Linked DNA regions of Mus musculus: region 1 is linked to region 2. The links are chromatin contacts, called in public promoter capture Hi-C maps. All regions are on one chromosome and are shown on one strand. The core of a region is the stretch at or near the end of the contact, and the rest is flanking DNA. Distances in the headings are between cores, read along the strand shown.

What was found. Promoter capture Hi-C pulls out the DNA fragments that hold promoters and counts their contacts.
Region 1: a contact with region 2 is called in a promoter capture Hi-C map of hippocampal neurons, with 3 times the contacts expected there. The contact joins the promoter of C130023O10Rik here to the promoter of Prrg4 in region 2.

The regions. Positions count from the first base shown.
Region 1 is chr2:106,816,146-106,819,714 of GRCm38.p6, reverse strand. It overlaps C130023O10Rik (RIKEN cDNA C130023O10 gene), which reads right to left and starts at 1,657. Exons shown (of 1, transcript NR_169080.1): 1 at 182-1,657. The region is part of intron 4 of Mpped2 (metallophosphoesterase domain containing 2); the gene reads right to left.
Region 2 is chr2:104,848,120-104,851,425 of GRCm38.p6, reverse strand. It overlaps Prrg4 (proline rich Gla (G-carboxyglutamic acid) 4 (transmembrane)), which reads left to right and starts at 1,576. Exons shown (of 6, transcript NM_178695.5): 1 at 1,576-1,880; 2 at 2,226-2,350. The coding sequence starts at 2,248.

The DNA.
Region 1 (3,569 bases), core at 408-2,907, 2.0 Mb before region 2:
AAAAGGGTCCAGAAAATGGTAACAAGCACTCGAGTCAAGCCTGAGACTTGTACTTGGAATCACATGCCTGAAAGCTAGGCCAACAGGGTAAACAAAACATGGCTGACTCTGGTCACCGGGAGACAGTGGAAAACCCAGGTTTGAAATTCTTCGGGATAATTTTAAACATCTAGGAAGATAAAATAATTTTGCATTAATCCTCAGAGGTTTAAGTTTACCCAGAAGCCATCTACCATAGATGCCTCCCCACCTGAGCTGTGCTCCTCTATTGAGTAGTGCTAACATGTTCATAAATAAACCCAGTTTTCTGGGACCATAATATATTTGGTTTGAAACAGATGTCTCTATGACAACCCTAATTTTACAATAAGAAAACCCACAAACATCTTGCATAGAGAATAAAGCCCAAAGAGGGAAATTCTGGAACATGGGATCTCCTGAGGTTTTCTAGCAACTGAGAATGTTCTGGTCTTCCTAAAGAAGGAGCCATTATAGGATTGCTAGGTCCCAGTATTCGAAGGGGCTTTGACAGGAAGATCATAAAGTACTCAGTCGTTTTCAAATCTACAGTGTTTCACACTGAAGCATTCTAAGGCTAGCTCAAGTTAACCAAGTTAACCAGAAATCAGAAAGCATGTCTTCCCATCTTACTCGGTGTTCTATTGCTGTGACTACATACCATGACCACAACAGCTCTTATAAAAGAAAGCATTTAACTGGGACTTGCATACACTTTCAGAGGTTTAGTCCATTATTGGCAGGTTGGGACACATGGCAGCATGCAGGCAGACACGGCACTGAAGATGTAGCTGAGAGTTCTACATTAGAATCCAGAGAAAGCGCGAAGCATGAAGCGAGAGACCCTGGGCCTGGCTTGCATTTTTGAAACTCCCCAAAACACACTTCCTCCAACAAGGCCACACCCCTAGCCCTTTCAAACCATATTCAAACCACCACACCTGCTGGCTCTCCTTCTGCTCCCCCAGACCCTCCATGTATAAGTCAGGGTTGGGTGACAGGGATATACTTTCTTTTTGGAATTTCTGCACACTGTATATGAAGTATCATAAATTAGTTTTGCTCAGAGGTGGGAAGTATTGTTAGAAATCCAAACATTTATTTATTTTCCCAGAAACAAAAAACAAAACAAAACAAAACAAAAGACCTGGATTGAACTATCTGGAGACAAACAGCAACAAGGAGGCTTTGTCTGAGAGTCTGTCTGGCATCTGTTGCAGTCTGTAGATCCCATGAACACAACTCTTACAACGGCACACATCTGACCAGGTGCACCCTGAAGCAGTGCTGGGCAGATGGCGGATTTACGCTCCTCTTGGAGGGTGTCATGTTTAAGTTCAGGTGCTGTTGTACCTTCTTTGAATGCTGCCTTTCTCTGTCCAGTCAGACTATTCTCTTCTTGTGCATTTCTGCATCCCCTGACTACAGTGTAAGGCTTGGTCCTCTCCTTATCCCTCAATGGAAAAAGATCAACTCTGGGACTCTTGATTCTTGTCACCAGAGTTGTGTTCTTGGGAGCAGTGTGAGGTGGCAATGATTTCTGCTGAAAACAACCTGAGAGCATGCTTGTGGGACTGTAGGACAGGCAACCATTATAGAAAATGATAGTGTCACTTCGTAAGTTAAAGGTAGAAATAACATATAGTACCGCAAGAACTAAAACCAGGGCCTTGTGTGCAGGTGCTCATAGCAGCAGTACGCAGAATCCATATTATATGGTAACACCCTGAACCCATCAGCAGGTGAATGAGTAAACAAAATGTGGTATATGAATACAATGGAGTAGGTAAACGAATGCAGTGTATGTTAGGACCTGGGTAAAATAGTAAGGCCTAAATGGAATGTTAAGGCCTAGGTAACAGTTACCTGGCTAGCTTGCCATTATAAGGAAACTTTTTCATATCATTTTCTATAGCAGTTGCCTGTCCTATAGTTACTAGGAAAGCTTCTAATGCCAACCTGAATATCTGCTGTCTTATGCCCTTGGAAATCAATCACAATACAAGTCAGTAGGACGGTTTTGCATGGTTACTCACAATAAGCTTGGACCTGAACCAACCACAAACAACACTTCCTGCACCTGTGTATAAGCTTTTAGGGTGTAAGCTGCCCCTGGGAGGGACCCCAACATAAGAGAGACACCTGTACCAATATAAGAGACTATTTGGAACAAGACTTCCATTTTGAATGTAAACGTAAGACCCCCGTGAGAACTGACATCGTACTCGACAGAAAGAGACATGGACGTAGGTAACTGACATCGTGGTAAAGAAGTTAAGACATGACTGTTAGACAAGGCAAGTCCCTTGCCATAGTTGAATACCCCAACCAATGGAAACCAGATAGATGTACAAAAAGACACGTTCTTAAGGAAATCCCCTATCCCTAAATCCTGATTGTTGAAATAACTTGGCACAGATGTTTGTGGATTTTGGGTTTCAAAACCCTTAGGGTTTTAACTATGAATCACGGTTCAGTTCCTAAATCTGGCCCTGGCCCTGGGGCATAGGCTCAATAAACTATCTCTGTCTGACTGAGGTCAGTGTTTGTGGGGTGTGTGAGGAGATTCCTGGACCCTAACAATACACATATGTAAAACAGAATAGTATTCAGCCCTCAAAAGAAAGAAAATTCTGAGACATACTGCATCAGAACCCATTGAAGGAATCTTGTTAAGTGAAATATGCCCCAAACTGCCAAGGTCCAGCCTCAGCTAGGTCTAGGTTCCTGAGAGAAGGTTTATCAGTGCAAACAAATGATTGGAAGTCAAATCGTGGGTTACAAGCTGGCAGTCTATGTTCTGCTCAAGACAGCATTCCATATCGTGCACTCTCTCTTTGTTCTGCTCTGCCTGAGACAGCTTTCCAGACCTCTCTCTCTCTCTCTCTCTCTCTCTCTCTCTGTTCTGCTCGGGACAGCCTTTTCTGGCTATTCTAAAACCTCTTTGGTTGAGATAGCCAACTTTCTGTTAGAGAAAGCTCTCTCTGGTTGAAGCAGCGCTCTTTGCTAGTAAAAACCCCCAAAAGCTCTCTGAATAGCTTATGGGTTTTCTGACCAAAGTCAGAATAGCTGCTATTAAAAAAAAAAAAAAATCTTGGATCTTTTGACCAAGTCAAAAATCCTGTTGAAAAATTCTAAAAGTAATTCTTGTGTTTTTCAATAAAAATCAGAAAGAAAAAAAAATTAAAAGCCCTGTGTTCACTCTTAAGATAGCCTTCCCTAAATAGCTGCTAGAAAACATTCTAAGAGCTGTGTCAGCTCTCTAAGTAATTCTTGGGATTTGAGAAATTTTGTTAGAAAAAAAATTCTAAAAGAGTTGTGTTCATTCTCCACGGACTTTCTGACTAAAATCAGAAATCCTGTTTAAAAAAAAAAAAATTCTTGAAGAGCTGTGTTCACTCTCTAGTGATCTCCAGACAGCTCAGCTCAAGTAGAACTAAAGCCGGATTTTTTATTAACATATCAATTTAGCAGTTTATTCCAGGTTCCCTCTTGTCCATCCCAGAAATCAGCATCAGCCCCTTGACTCTCAGGAAGAGACAGCAAGCACT
Region 2 (3,306 bases), core at 327-2,826:
GATCTCTGAGTTAGAGGCCAGCCTGGTCTGCATAATGAACAGCCAGGGCTAACAGAGAAACCCTATCTTGAACACACACACACACACACACACACACACACACACACACACACTAAATAAAAGTGAGAAGCATTTCTACTTAACAATAAATAGCTGCCACCTAACAAAATGTACTGAATATAATAACCAGGAGAGGCTTTTTCTGCGTACTGGAAAGGAAGTAACGAAATCTGCCCTTGCCCTAGTAGAACTTGACAGTCTACATTGTTAGATACAGATCTCAGAAAGACTCAGTTCTCCCAAAAGCAAAATGGTGTTTATCCCTCTCTTCCCAGGGCTTCCAGCCACAGGTTGTCTAAATGAGGGAGCAGGAGAATGGGTCTCCTGAGAGATACTTCCGATTCCTGTGCTCAACCATAAGGTATTTCTAGCTTCTCCACAGTCTGATCTCCACTGCTTAAGTAAGGTGAAAGAGCAGACTCCATTTTCCAGACCGCTTAAGCCTCTAGGGCGTGGGGCATGGATAGTGTTTGGAAGGAAACAAAAACAACGTCTGCAAAACATATGGAAATTCTTACTTGAATCCATTAATCAGAATAAAATAGATAATAGCCTTTCAGGGAAGAAAACAAATTTGGTGAAAAGTGAATTAACTGGAGACTAGAAAGGAGTGGGAATGCCATTTCACTGTGCTCTGTTTCAACTGTATGAAGTTCCAGGCTACTCTGGCCAAAGAGCAAAATTTAAATAGCGTTCCCAAGAGTAACAGCGCATGCTGTTTGGACATGAAGAGTGTGGTGAGACACTGTTCTCCTATCTTCTCACACCTCGAGCTCTGGGCCTCTTGAATTATTTTTAATTATATCTCTCACACAACATTTTTAAATAGAGAAATTTTCAAAATTTAACTTCATCTCATGACAATTAAGGGTGCTTATGCTCTTGCTGTTTCAAAAAAAAAAAAAGAAAAAAGAAAAAAACTCAACGAAAAGTTCAAGATCTAAGATTATTTGTTCAAGAAGGATGAACTTTTTAGCTGTCTGGGTATATGGGTAGCTACGGCCAAAGATATCTAATAAAAGCAGAAATATTCTGAGAACAAACACAATTTGTCACATTTTGTTTAAATTTACATACCGACACTAACCTAGTAGTATGGAAGATATTAAGCATCACAAGTATTCATCCACTGGAGGCTTATTAGTTAGCAGAGTGATGATATCATCACATGTCAAACAGCTTCTGGAAATTTCCACTGTAAACCCAAGGAGGGAAAGAATGAAAGTAAAAGAGGTGAAACCTTGCATTGTTGTCGTGGAAACAATTTTGACTCGGGGACATATTTGAAAGTATTTTTGTAGACAACCCAGACCTGGTGAAATACATCTGAGAACTTTGTAATTGCTATTAATTGATTTTTGGTCATGTGACAATGCAAATCACTAACAAAGTATATTTTCTCGGATGAATGCTATGTTCTCATCCCTGGACCACCCTGCGAGAACAGCTGACCGAAGGTAACCTCGGGAGGGCGCTCTGATAGGCCGCCAAAGTGTGAGCGTCCGGGTCTCAGTCGAGAAGGGCTGGGGACCGAGAGCGGGAGGTGGAGCGCTGCCAGGTGACCTCCTCGTCCGGTAGCGGTGGGAGTGGCTCCAGCACACAAGCTGGGCCCCGTGCGGCGCACGTTCCCCGAGCGCCCCTGCGCGGATCCTGGGCGCCTCTTTTGCGTCCTGGTGTCGCCTTGGAGCCGCGAAGAGCTAGGCTCCGACTGTCGCCGAGATCCAGAGGCGTCCGCGACTCAGGGCCAGGCCACCTCTCGGGCCAAGCGGATAACTCGGTTCCCGCCCAGGGGCTGCTGGAACATGCGCCCGGGGACACAGGTGCGGCGACCAGCGGCGAGGCGGGGCGGGGAGGAGTGGGAGAGTCATCCAGAGACGATGTCTCGACAGTGGCATTCCAGCACCTAGCTGCCTGTCAGCGTGGGCGAGAGTCGCGTCTGCCTGGGCCAGTGTCCGAACTCTCCTCCGCAGCTTCCCGGGAGTACCTTTTGTTCCCAGGCGCTCCGGAGGTGCCACCTGCCCGGAGCGCCTTGGGTCCCATAGATTAAGAGCGACCCGTGGGGTGCAACAGGTCGTTGTTGACTCAGTTCCGACTAAAACCCAACAGGCTGAGACTTGGCCTGCTTCTTTTCTTTTCTTTTAATGTCGTTGTCACTTTTGTTTTAGTTTGTTTGACAGTTGCTAGACTATGTTTCCACTTCTGATCGTACTCAGCCAGCTGCCCAGACTTACCCTCGCAGTTCCTCATTGTATCAGAAGCCTAAAGGATTCCGAACATGCCCCAGAAGAAGGTAAGCAAGCATGGCTGCCGATTGGGGGAAAACACTTCTGAAACCAGTTGCGGTCTACTGTGTAGATCTCAAGCCAAAGTGTGGTAGGGGGAATTACACGCCCCCGTGAACCACAGTGCAACAGCATATCCTATGTTTTAATTTGTGGCTTTCTTGTTTAGAGTTGTGGGTTTTTAACTATAATATGTACAAACGTATCTCCCTTAGTAAACAGATGTTTAACACCTGGTTTGTGGTTGACTAAATTGAAAGCCTTTTTCGAAGTCCGAAAGTCAGTGAGTTGTCGTTTCCTAGATGAAGCTGTGTGTTAGTTATAAAGAGGAAGGCTGCTTCTTGGAAGACTGACAGGGAGGCCAGACTCTTGTCAGGACTTGTTTGTGCACCGCTGGGAGTCCCCATATAGACAAGTGCTCTACCGCTGAGCCACATCCTGTCCCCTAGTCTGGATTTGTGAGATCCAGAGCAAGGGCTGGAAGGTAGGATGACCCTTCTGGTCATTGTTCCAAACGTTGTGTAGATAAAGGCAGATGCTTGAGAGATTAAGTGTAGTTTGCTGGCCCAGGATTTTCGGTTACAGGTCACAAATTGGTTCCTGCTTCCATTTAAAAAGCCTAACCTGGCAAAATCTGAAGTGAGAAGGAAAAAAAGAAAAAGAAAAAAAAAAGCCCTAGCTCTCCGCTTCCTTCCCCCTACTTAGTCACTGGCTTTTGCCACAAGCACCAGCACCTTGGGGTTACTCAACTCACACATTCCTGTCCTTTATTATCCCTTATCCCCTTTATCAGATCCAGTTCTCAGTAGGATCTGCCATTAATACTCCTGACAGACATTTTAATGATTGATGAAGTGTGCTCCCTCACTCCGTGTGTGTGTGTGTGTGTGTGTGTGTGTGTGTGTGTGTGTGTGTGTGTGTCTGTTAGGAAAGGGCAATACTTCGGCCTAAAGGAATCACATTC